Linked DNA regions of Lactuca sativa: region 1 is linked to region 2. Evidence: chromatin contacts called from public Hi-C data. All regions are on one chromosome and are shown on one strand. The core of a region is the stretch at or near the end of the contact, and the rest is flanking DNA. Distances in the headings are between cores, read along the strand shown.

What was found. A called contact is a pair of places that touch in the nucleus more often than the background predicts.
Region 1: a Hi-C map of leaf shows a contact between it and region 2, with 6 times the contacts expected there. The contact joins the promoter of LOC111914969 here to the promoter of LOC111914968 in region 2. A contact is called at or near these places in 2 of 4 Hi-C or Micro-C datasets (leaf and seed).

Annotation. Positions count from the first base shown.
Region 1 is chr8:202,143,366-202,149,418 of Lsat_Salinas_v11, reverse strand. LOC111914969 (acetylserotonin O-methyltransferase) reads left to right here and starts at 3,139. Exons shown (of 2, transcript XM_023910676.3): 1 at 3,139-3,940; 2 at 4,512-4,920. The coding sequence starts at 3,176. The coding sequence ends at 4,808.
Region 2 is chr8:201,990,926-201,996,630 of Lsat_Salinas_v11, reverse strand. LOC111914968 (L-ascorbate oxidase homolog) reads left to right here and starts at 2,213. Exons shown (of 8, transcript XM_023910675.3): 1 at 2,213-2,424; 2 at 2,606-2,715; 3 at 3,176-3,446; 4 at 3,547-3,649; 5 at 3,729-4,074; 6 at 4,162-4,527; 7 at 4,610-4,688; 8 at 4,888-5,278. The coding sequence starts at 2,275. The coding sequence ends at 5,091.

The DNA of each region.
Region 1 (6,053 bases), core at 1,890-4,389, 150 kb before region 2:
TTGATTAATGCTTATTGCAAGATTGGAGATATGAAGTCTGCTTTAAAAGTTAGAGGTACAATGTAGCATTTGAAGTGAAGTTTAATGGGCGTCAAGTAATGTTAGATATTTTACATATGAATGAAGTAGATTTGAAAAATGGGGCATGAAAAACGATAGCATGGATTGATAATTAATGCCAACAAACAATTACATAGTTATAATAAATAACACCTTCATGAATGAGAACTTATTATAAAATGGTGTTCATGTATAAATTCTAAAAGTAAAGCCAAAACTTCAGATTATGTAATCTTTTAGGCACACAAACCATTGAAACTTGAAGCAATGGACAAATTAGAAGGTTCAAAGGGAATGAAGTAACGTAAATGAAGATTAACACTAAAAATCACAACTTTTGATTATACCCAAAAGGAATAGAAAACATAAGCACAATTTTGGATAAAACTATGAAATTAAGTAGGTAAGAAGAGTATTATTTGACACTAACTTCAAAGATCAAGAAAGATGGTGACATAACAAGAAAGAATTACAGAGAAAGAATCAAATTTCAGAAATTGTGTTATTATTAATAATGGATATGTAGTTTGTGTTATTATTAATAATGGAGTAATGATTGTACTTGAGGAACTTATAGAACAGAGTTGATGTACAAAAGAAAACATATGTCATCTCTTCCATGAAACCCATAACTTTTTTTATTTCCAAACACGGAGAAAATTAAATTAAAAAAAAATATAGTTTCAATGAATATCAGGGACGATATAAATCAAGACCCATGCAAGAGGAAGTTCTATAACTCGCAAGCAAAAATGGAGAAACAGTGCAACTTAAATGGCCAAAGTGAGACTTTATAAAGGGAATTTTCCCTTTATTACTACTGGATTGGGAAGCACTAGTGATGGATTGACTGTTACAGTAGTCAAAGATGGAGGTGAGACTTGTTTTTTTTGGTAGGATGGAATTGGAACGGAATCCCTGATTCCACAAGAATTGAAAAAAAAGTTGTTTGTTTTACCTGATGGAATGGAATGCTCTATAATTCAATCCAAGGAACTTGTAGGTGAATGGATGCTAGAAGCTGGGGCCCTTGTTTTAGTTAATGGTGGACTATGTTGCATTGAGGAATTTAATAGGTAGTACAATATTAAAAAAAACCCAAGTATTTTTATTAAATAAAGAAGTAAAAAATAAGATGTTTTGAAAACCTTTATATGAACATCAAAATGACAGCATGAGGGAACATGATAGAGCTACTATACATAAGGCAATGGAGTAGCACACTATAAGTATTGCTAAGGTATACAATTTACAAAATACAATATACCCTTTATCTTTTAAATAACTACAATTTTGATCCCTATCATTTCTTGGATGCTATTATATATTATTTATTTTCCCAATATCATGTCACAAAATATAATTTTTTTCTTGATAAAATTCAGCTTTATCTGTGAACACAACGTTATCTAGGCCTTTAATAAGCAGATTTAAATCAATAATGATGAACCTAATAGACCATATAATAAGGAAAATCACTTAACATGACATGTCATATATCATATATGATTGTATTAGCGGATTATATATTCAAAAAACTAACAACTTAGCAGCATTATCAAAGGTAATGCAAAGCCTTGAGGAAAGGAAGACCAAAACTAACAGTATTTCTTGACAAAAATAAAGCCAGTAGATTAATCTTTACTCTTTAACATGATTTATAAAGATTGGAGACGTAGTGTGTTAATTATCATGTCTGATTAAAAAGTATCAATTCCAACAATATATAAACCATCATTTAGACATTTACAAAAACATCCAAACACCATAAGGATATTTCATATGCATAATGATATATATGATAAAACACAAAAAGCGTAGAGAACAAAAGCAACAAGAAAACTACCCGAGATTTCCAATGTTATTGATGGGTTCCAAAAGCTGCAACTGGAGTTATTGTTGTTGTTGTACCTATTCAGACTACCCTAATTGTTGTTGCCCTAATTGCTGCTGCCCCTGCCAGATATTCACTAAACACACTGATTAATGGATTTTCTTAAGCAAACATAAGAAATTCTCAACAAGATATGAGAAAAACAAAGGATTTCAACAATTGAACTAATTTGTAAATAACAATTAAAGTAAATATGTGAATACTGTACATGAGTAAGCAATTATGATTATCAATGCTAAAACAAAATACCTTTTAATAAGCTGGGGAACTAGAAATGTGGGAGCAAATCGCATCCTAAGACAGCAACTAAGAGAGCAACTGTGAAATCATAAAAAATCACGAGTTAAGGATGGAGACGAAGGAACAAAAAAACACAGAAATATAGAGATGGGCACGAGCTTCAACACAGAAATATAGAGATTTGCTTGAGTTCTAAGCCTTGAATGAACGAGAAATAGAGATGGAGGCGTTACGGTTAGTGAAAGGGGGAAGACGGATCCTCAGACAAGCTATTCGATGAGCACCCAAGCTCCAAGAGAAATCCGAGACCGGAGACCGGAGACGACCAAACGCAATGGGATCCTAAGAATATAACCCTATGGGGTCGATCGATCGTCCCTATACCCACAAACAACATCGTTTTTTATTTTCCAGCTAAATAGATTAAAAATATATATTTTTTTGGGCATAGAAAGCTATGGGGACGACAAGTCGTCCCTATAGATCTCTAAAGAACACGCCAATCCCTTATTTTTCCCGCTTGCTTAACATGTTGAGACAACAAATCGTCCATATATCTTAAAAAGTCAATAAAAAATGGTCAACTCTATAGCGACGATATGTCGTCCCTATAGAAAGACTTATAGCGACGACTAATGTCGTCCCTATAAAACTCGTCCCCATAGGTGTTTATTCTTGTAGTGTATTGATTAATATTTCAACTCTTGGTATGCGAGTATTAACCGGATGTATATGTGTGCCTTTGTGTTAATGGGCCATTAGTTTGGTAAGGCGGTTGAGAAGAAATGAATTTTATTAATGACATTAAAGTATTCAATTTAAAAATAAAAAAAACAAACACACCTAACGTTAAACTATTCAATTTAAAAATAAAAAACTCCTGAATAAATAATTGAACATAAATCCCACCATGCAAGATTTATTGTTATTTAAAGGGACCTTGATCATCCTCACATTTATGCATTCAATTTAAGATTAAATATGTCTGCAGAAATTAACATGGAGAAAGTTGATTCCAAAGAAGAAGAAGCAGCCGCAAGAGAAATCTGGAAATATGTTTTTGGTTTCACTCCAATGGCTGTGGCTAAGTGCGCCATTGAGCTCGGTATACCCGATATCCTCGAAAAACAAGAAACCCCAATGCCACTTGCTGAACTTGCATCGGAGCTCGGGTGTTCATCATCCTCACTGTATAGGATCATGAGGTTCTTAATCCAGTATAAGATATTTCAAGAAAAACCCATATCAGAAACATCCCTAGGATATGCTCAAACATCTTTGTCCCGGCTTCTAACTAGGCGTGGAAAGCATAGTATGGCCGATTTTGTGCTTTTAGAGAGCAGTCCGGTGATGTTAGCACCATGGCAGAAGCTAAGTGCTAGGGTTTTGAGCAACAAAAACTTGCCTTTTGGGGCAGCGCATGGGGATGATGTATGGAAATTCGCAGCAGCGAATCCTGGACATAGTAAGCTTATTGATGATGCAATGGCTTGTGATGCTCGGGTGGCGGTCGGGGCGGTGATTGAGGGTTGTCCGGAGGTGTTTGAGGGGCTGAAGACGGTGGTGGATGTTGGTGGTGGTGATGGAACGGCTCTACGATTGATTGTTGAGGCTTGTCCATGGATCAAAGGGATTAATTTCGATTTGCCTCATGTAGTGTCGGTGGCTCCCGTATGTAGAGGTGTAGAACATGTTGGAGGTAACATGTTTGATCATATTCCAAAAACTGATGCTACTTATCTAATGGTTAGTGAATTTATTTGAAGTCTTTTAGTAAAACATACCTATTTAGTGATTGCTGATGAATATAGTAAAATGGAAAGGTGGTTGTACAAAATTTTCCAAGTGATAAACAAATATAAATAAAAAAACGAATATAAATACACATATATATGGACTAATGGAAAGTAAGAGTTCTTATTTATTGAATGAATTAATATACCATTCACCCCAAATCATGGATAGCCATCATCAAAGTGACGAGTGGTCACTCTGAATTAAACATTAGAAGTTAGTTTATAGATTTGATTCTCACATACTTTAATCTAGAAATAACGTGCCTTAATGAGAAAACACTATCATTAATACTTAATCAAACTTTCAAACACCCTCAAATCAGAAAATTTTTAAGTGCAATTTACAAAGATCCTTTTGGATATTTTTTAACTAATTTTGGTATATGAGGTGGGCTGGATAGATGCCCACTCTTATCGTGGGCCACCTTGGTTGAGTGGCGGGGTTCATTATGATTTGTAGAGCCTTTAGAAAGATTTAACTTGTTCCCCATTGATCATGTTTGAATATATATATATTGTAGAAAGTACTCCATGACTGGGGAGACCATGAATGCATCGACATACTAAGAAAATGTCGAGAGGCTATTCCTCAAGATACAGGAAAGGTGATCATTGTAGAGTCAATTGTTGGACTTGAAGAAAACCATGACTTTGAAGACGTGGTATTGATGCTTGACATGGTGATGATGGCTCATACAAGCACCGGGAAAGAACGAACTTTAAAAGAATGGTCTTACGTGTTTACTGAGGCTGGATTCACTCGTTACACTATAAAACACATTAGAACTTATCAATCTGTTATTGAAGTTTATCCATGAACCTCGGTCTTTTAATCTTCGTAAATAGTTTTTATTTGAGAATGACCTCTTTGGTTTTGATGTTTGTAATGATGTTTTGTTTTCCAATAAAAGTGTAACTTGTTTTCTAATACATGTAGACATCGTGTATTTATGATTTTTTTTTTTTTGTTGGGGACACTTGTGACATCTATATGACTGGTCCGATAAGATGGTCAAAATAACTAGTCGGGTTTTCGGGGTTTTGGACCATTTATTTAGTTTGGATATCGGTTATGTTGGCCCGGTTTTGTTTTTTACGGTTAGGTTTCGTAACTATATTGCTAAAGTTTTTTGATATATATATTGATTGGTAACTAAGTACGTAAAATAACTAATTTATAAAAATACCAATCGAGGCATATGGGGTTGATAATTGATTAACGATTTAATATAACCACAAATAATAACTTATCATATGTAAATGAGCAACCTGAGATTAAAGTGGGAAATTATTTATAAGTTAGTTAAAAGTTATAAAACAAAGAGAAAGAAAAAATAAGAAATATGTTTCTGTTTGGTTACCAACGAACCATCCCACATCGAGTTGGGTGAAAAAAATAGAGGATGAGATCAAATTATAAAAACGGATGTTTTCAAAGATTGAGGGCAAACATTATAATAATGTTTTTAGCCCATTTTTATAATACATAATATAGGTAATTGAATTGGCATCTGGGACACGTGGCCCCACATTATAAAGGGTGCGTCCGCCCCTCCATGCAGACTGGCAGACTGCAGTATTATAAAATGCTTAATTATATCCAATAACGTTCAAAGAGTTGGTCGTTTTTAATATTATAAAATGTCTAATAACTTTTGAAAAGCTAATTACATCGTTTTTAAAATCTGTAATAATGCATCACTTATGATTTGCTATCTTTTATATTGTAAATTACTTTTGATGATATACAACTTTATCCACAATATCTTTATTTTATATAAAGGAAAATAAGCTTTTCTGACATGTAAAAAGTTATATGCATCATTTTCATTATTATAAGATGTTTTATATGGTTTAATTAACGGTAAATCGGAATGTTTATATTGTAAGCAATCCCCCTTGGCCCCTACTATTTTCTTTGATTTGTATAATTTTATTAATAAAAGAACTAACAAGAAAATAGAACAAAGAACAATTGTAACCAATAAAATAAATTGCCTTTATATTTTTTCTATTTTTATGAACAAGGGGATCTAACAAGATTTTCGAAAAGATCGTATCTT
Region 2 (5,705 bases), core at 964-3,463:
GTAGTATCTTTATTTATTTATTTTTTAATTAATTTATTATTTATATATAATTTCCTAATTAAAAAAATTAAAAATCCCTACCTCCACCCATCACCCTGGCCCACCACTACCATTGAACACCAACACCAACACTATACTTGAAGAAGACCGTCACCAGTGCCCTTGACCGCCACCGCTATTACTGTCGTTAGCCACCACCATTGTCGCCAAATGCCACCGCTACTAGGTTTTCTTTCTCCATTGACCCAACCATTGTACTTTCTTTCACTTGTCACACCTCACCTGCGCACTTATAGATTCCAGTGGTTTTTGATACTATACTTCTCTTCTAGAAAAACAACATAATTTCAAAATCTTATGAAAATCTAAATTTCGTCTTTAACCCAGATTTAAAAGCATGTTTGCAACCCATTGTCAACCCAAAAAAACAAAAGGATAACCCAAATCAAAACTTAAAATGGTAACCAAAAAATACAACTTTCGAATCTAGTGACGAGTTTAGAATAAAAAACTATATTGTTCACTAATTTTGTTATAGAAAATTTTTTAAACAGTTTCAAAGGATTTATAGGTAAGGTAGTTCTTAAATTTATTTTTAAGGTAGGTCATTAAAAATTTTCTATAGAAATTTTAGATAAATTAAAAAAATTAGGTAGGTCATCGGACCACATTAGTTGCACTTGGTCTCGTCCCCGTTTGGATCTGCAACCTAGAAGCACATTGACTTCCACAATTCCTCTAATATATTTGACCTAAATCGAAACCACCATCACCATTGTCACCTTCCTCTACAAGCTCCACCTCTGCGAGCTTCGTCAGTAGAAGCTAAGCCGCCTACAACTCATGAATCATATATGCATCCATCGATTTCATCAGGAAACTCTCGGGATTAGTCTATTTCATCAACTTTCGATATTCCTCCATCAATTTCAATAGAAACCACTAGTCTGATTTTTTTTAACGACGATTTTGGTGCAACGAACAGTAACATCCGATAGGGAAGTATGCGATAACACCCGGCGAACCCAGGTTCGATCCCTCCCCGAAGAGATAACAACAACATCCTTAGCAACACAATTTCCCATTAAGTGCTTCATTGCTTTGGCCACAGATAGAACTCGGTACCATTTCCCCCAAAACCACTGGGAGGGGAAAATCGGAGTGTGCCTCCACCCCGTTGAACTTGACCTCATTGAGACTAGTCTGATTTTGAAGGCGGTGTTGTGGTGGCCAACAAGAAGAAATACATGAAAAGAGGTAATGAAGTGAGTGCATAACTAGGGAAGATAATTCAACCATGAGAAAGAGAATTCTAAAGATATGAAGAAGAGGGGATAAAATGGGATGTGTAGGGTGTGGTGATCACCGGTGTTTTGATGTTCACCTGAGTTTAATGTTCGCTAGAGCTCATAAAGAGTCGGTATATGAGTTCATACATTGTTTGTCAGAGTGAAAAAAAAAAAACAGTATTATAATCTTTTTATGTCTGTCAGTGACTAAAAGCACAACAAAAACAAACTATAGGAACAATCTAAGTATTAAAAAAATGGTTAGATACCAAATACGCAGTTTTGACAAATCATATGGACAATTTCAATAATTGTTACTAAAATTGAAATGGGCTAAGTTAACAAAAAGCTAAGTACTTAGAAACAATGTTACTATATATATCTTTCGTTCATTCACATAAAAAAAATCAAACATACACATACTCGCCCGTTCATCACATACGTATAATACACCAAGCAATTAAAGGCTTAAATATAAAATAGACAATTAGAAATTGTTTAGGATATATTGAGTTTCATTTAAAGATTCAACTATCAATGTAAAATGTGCTTCTTAATAATCTTTAACATGCTAATTATCTTATATAAATCAACCCAAAACATACATAAAACATGTTTATAAGAAGAATACTCCACGAAATATATTTTCATCACCTTTTACCCGATTAATCATCATACTTATTCATTTTAATCACCAGCTGTAATATAAAAGGAAAAACTATTTATAACCATCGATATTTCTATTATATTCTTACATGGTGGCCCTACTCCTAATATGAAACAGATTATGGCATATCTTTTTCATAATATTTAATTAGCATTCATTTGAAAAGGTTGAATGTATACACGCACAAGTGGGTCCATGTGCTTCACAAAGACGACTCCTATATAAACACTATCCTTCAACTAAACTCTCCATGCAAAATCAACTTTCTCTACTTTCTCTCTCTATCTCTCACATTTCTCTCTAACCATCCTTGAAAATATGCAAAAACGTTACGGAGGATTTGTTAGGTCAAACTATTTGTGTGTAGTTCTTTGTCTTGTTGCGATTGTCAATGCTGAGGATCCGTATCGATTCTTTACTTGGAATGTTACGTATGGAGACATATACCCTATGGGCGTCCTTCAACAGGTAAAATTTCATAAGATTCTTTAATTTATAAATATTTTGTACGATAGTTCATCAAAAGTTCGAACCTTGAGTCGACTCCATTCTACCAGTGTTTGATAAAGACTGATCGATCATATATATGAACACTTGAATTTTGTATTTTGTCTCGCTGAGTTGACGCTTTTCGTGTCTAATTTTGCAGGGAATTTTGATAAACGGGCAGTTTCCAGGTCCGGAAATATATTCGGTCACAAACGATAATCTCATCATCAATGTCTTTAACAACTTGCCCGAGCCTTTTCTCATTTCATGGTAATCTCTCAATGCTGGATAACTTTTAATGCATAATGTATAATAAAAATAAGTGATGTAGAATGAATGTAGTGGACATTAAGATGTGTATAAAATAATGCATAATACGCAAACAAAAGTAATGCATTTAATTATATGATCAATGATGTGTGAACATTAGGAAATGATCATGTGAACATTCCTATTCCATATTCCGCGTTAATTACAACTATGTATGATGTTATTTTTTAATTATTCAATGTAGACTGATTACGACGTACGAAATGATGCTTTATGCTATATTATTTTATTTTTGCATTTTTGGCGTTTTAAATAAGAAAACAAGTTTAAGAATATGCCGATTAACAAATGGTAATTTATGATTGTTTTGTCAAGACAAATGACTTAACTATCTTTTTAATTCTTGCAAAGTTACTAATTTAACATTGATTCTAACGTGATTTTGTGTTCTTGAACACAGGAATGGCATACAACAAAGACGGAATTCATACCAAGATGGAGTTTATGGGACAAATTGCCCGATTCCACCTGGTCAAAACTTCACATATAAATTACAAGTGAAAGATCAGATTGGAAGCTTTTTCTATTTTCCATCTATCGGATTCCAAAAGGCTGCAGGTGGTTATGGAGCCATCAAAATCCTTAGTAGACCCCGGATTCCGGTTCCGTTTCCAGATCCAGCTGATGATTACTCTATTCTTATCGGCGACGCCTATTCAACGAATCACACGGTATATAAACTAATCACTATCTACATTACATTTAATCAAAGGAAAGAATAATTTTTTTTTTATCGATAATAAAAATGTTTTATTATATTATGTGTTACAGAGACTCGAGAAAATTATGGATCTCGGATGGAGACTTCCTTTTCCCGATGGAATCTTAATTAACGGTCGTGGAGATGGTGGCGTATCATATAATGTCGAGCAAGGTACATTATAATAACATGGATAAACTGATTATTTTGAATGATCATGTTGATACTGATACTGATATTGATATTGTATCAGGTAAAACTTATAGGTTAAGGATATCGAATGTGGGCCTACAAAACTCGCTAAATTTCAGAATTGAAAATCACACGATGACATTAGTGGAAGTTGAAGGGACCCACACCGTCCAAACATTGTTGTCATCTCTTGACATCCACGTGGGACAATCATACTCTGTTTTGGTCACTGCAGATCAAGCCCCTCAAGATTACTACATTGCAGTTTCCTCCCGATTCGCTACTCAAAACCTCAACACCACCGCCATCCTCCGCTATTCAAACTCCGGCAAGGCTGTTTCCGGCACACCGCCGCCACCTATCGACACTGACATCACCTGGTCATTAAACCAAGCTAGATCCATCAGGTAAACATATATCATCTTTCCCAACGGCTCAACATTTTTTGCGACAGTTTAATTAAGTTGTGTTCTAACATTTTGTTTATTTTCCAGGACTAATTTGACTGCTAGTGGACCACGACCGAACCCACAAGGCTCATATCATTATGGACAGATTAACATCACAAGAACAATTAAAATCACTGGATCTGCATCCATAATCGATCGAAAACAAAGATATAATGTTAACGGGGTGTCGTTTATTCAAGCTGATACGCCTCTTAAATTGGCAGATTACTTCAACATTAGTGGTGTTTTTAAGGTCGGGAGTATTCCCGATGCCCCCACAAATCAAAACCCGTATCTTGACACTTCCGTTATGGGTGCTGATTTTCGGGATTTCATTGAGATTGTGTTTGAGAATCGTGAAAATGTCATGCAAAGTTGGCATCTTGATGGCTACAATTTCTTTGTTGTTGGGTAATTTGCTTTTCTCAAGCTTTCACCTATGAAATACTATAGCGACGCTTGTTCTGTCACTAATAATGTTATTAACATGCAGAATGGATGGAGGGATATGGAGTGATACAAGTCGAAATGACTACAATCTTATCGATGCAGTCTCACGTTCAACTGTGCAGGTTAGATTCTTTTGCCTGAACTAGATACGATACTTGCGCTTTAGTTAATTGTACCGTACAAGTATTAAATACACCACCGAAACAAGGCTTTAAAGACAAGAAAAATGCTGGCAATTCATCATGGGTGTTATAATTAACGATATTAGTTACACTTGCTTTAGTCATTTGTTTAATTTGTGGTTTAATCGTTTATATATAGGTATATCCAAAATCGTGGACAGCAATATATGTTGCCCTTGATAATGTAGGGATGTGGAATATAAGAAACGAGTTTTGGGTGCGACAGTATCTCGGTGAACAGTTCTATCTTCGAGTTTATTCTCCGGTGATGTCAATACGAGATGAATATCTGTTACCCGAAAATGCACTTCTGTGTGGTCAAGCTGTCGGGAAAAAATCATGATTGGTCACAAATAACAAAATAATTGATCATATTCTTTGTCACACTTCATTTTTTTGTAAACATTTCAACAATGTATACTTAAATTTCTTTAATCATTTACAATTTACTCACTTCGTTATAAAATAAATACATGTTTCTCTTTTGTATTGTTATAAATTATATATATACATATACCAATTCATCGTTTGATATTATGTACTTTGAACTTATTGAAATAGACGTAACGACATGATATTAGGGTTTGCTTTTTCCATCAAATTATGATATCATCTCTCTTAATTTTGTATGACCTTCTCTTAATTATGTAATGACATGATATTGGGGTTTGCTTTTTCCATCAAATTATGATATTATCTCTCTTAATTTTGTATGACCTTCTCAAAAAAAAAAAAAAAGGATCTTGTAAAAATCGTTTTGCTGTTAAATTGGTGAAAGAAAAAACAAATTGGGGATAAGATTAATGGTGATTTTGTATTGAACATGGCGATGAAAATCATATATTGCTGATACAACTTTTCATAAATCAAAATTAAAAATTAAAAAAAAAATCTTAAATAAAATTAATGTATCTAGCTAGGTGATTGTACAAGTCTCATCCATGTTGCTTCATACAT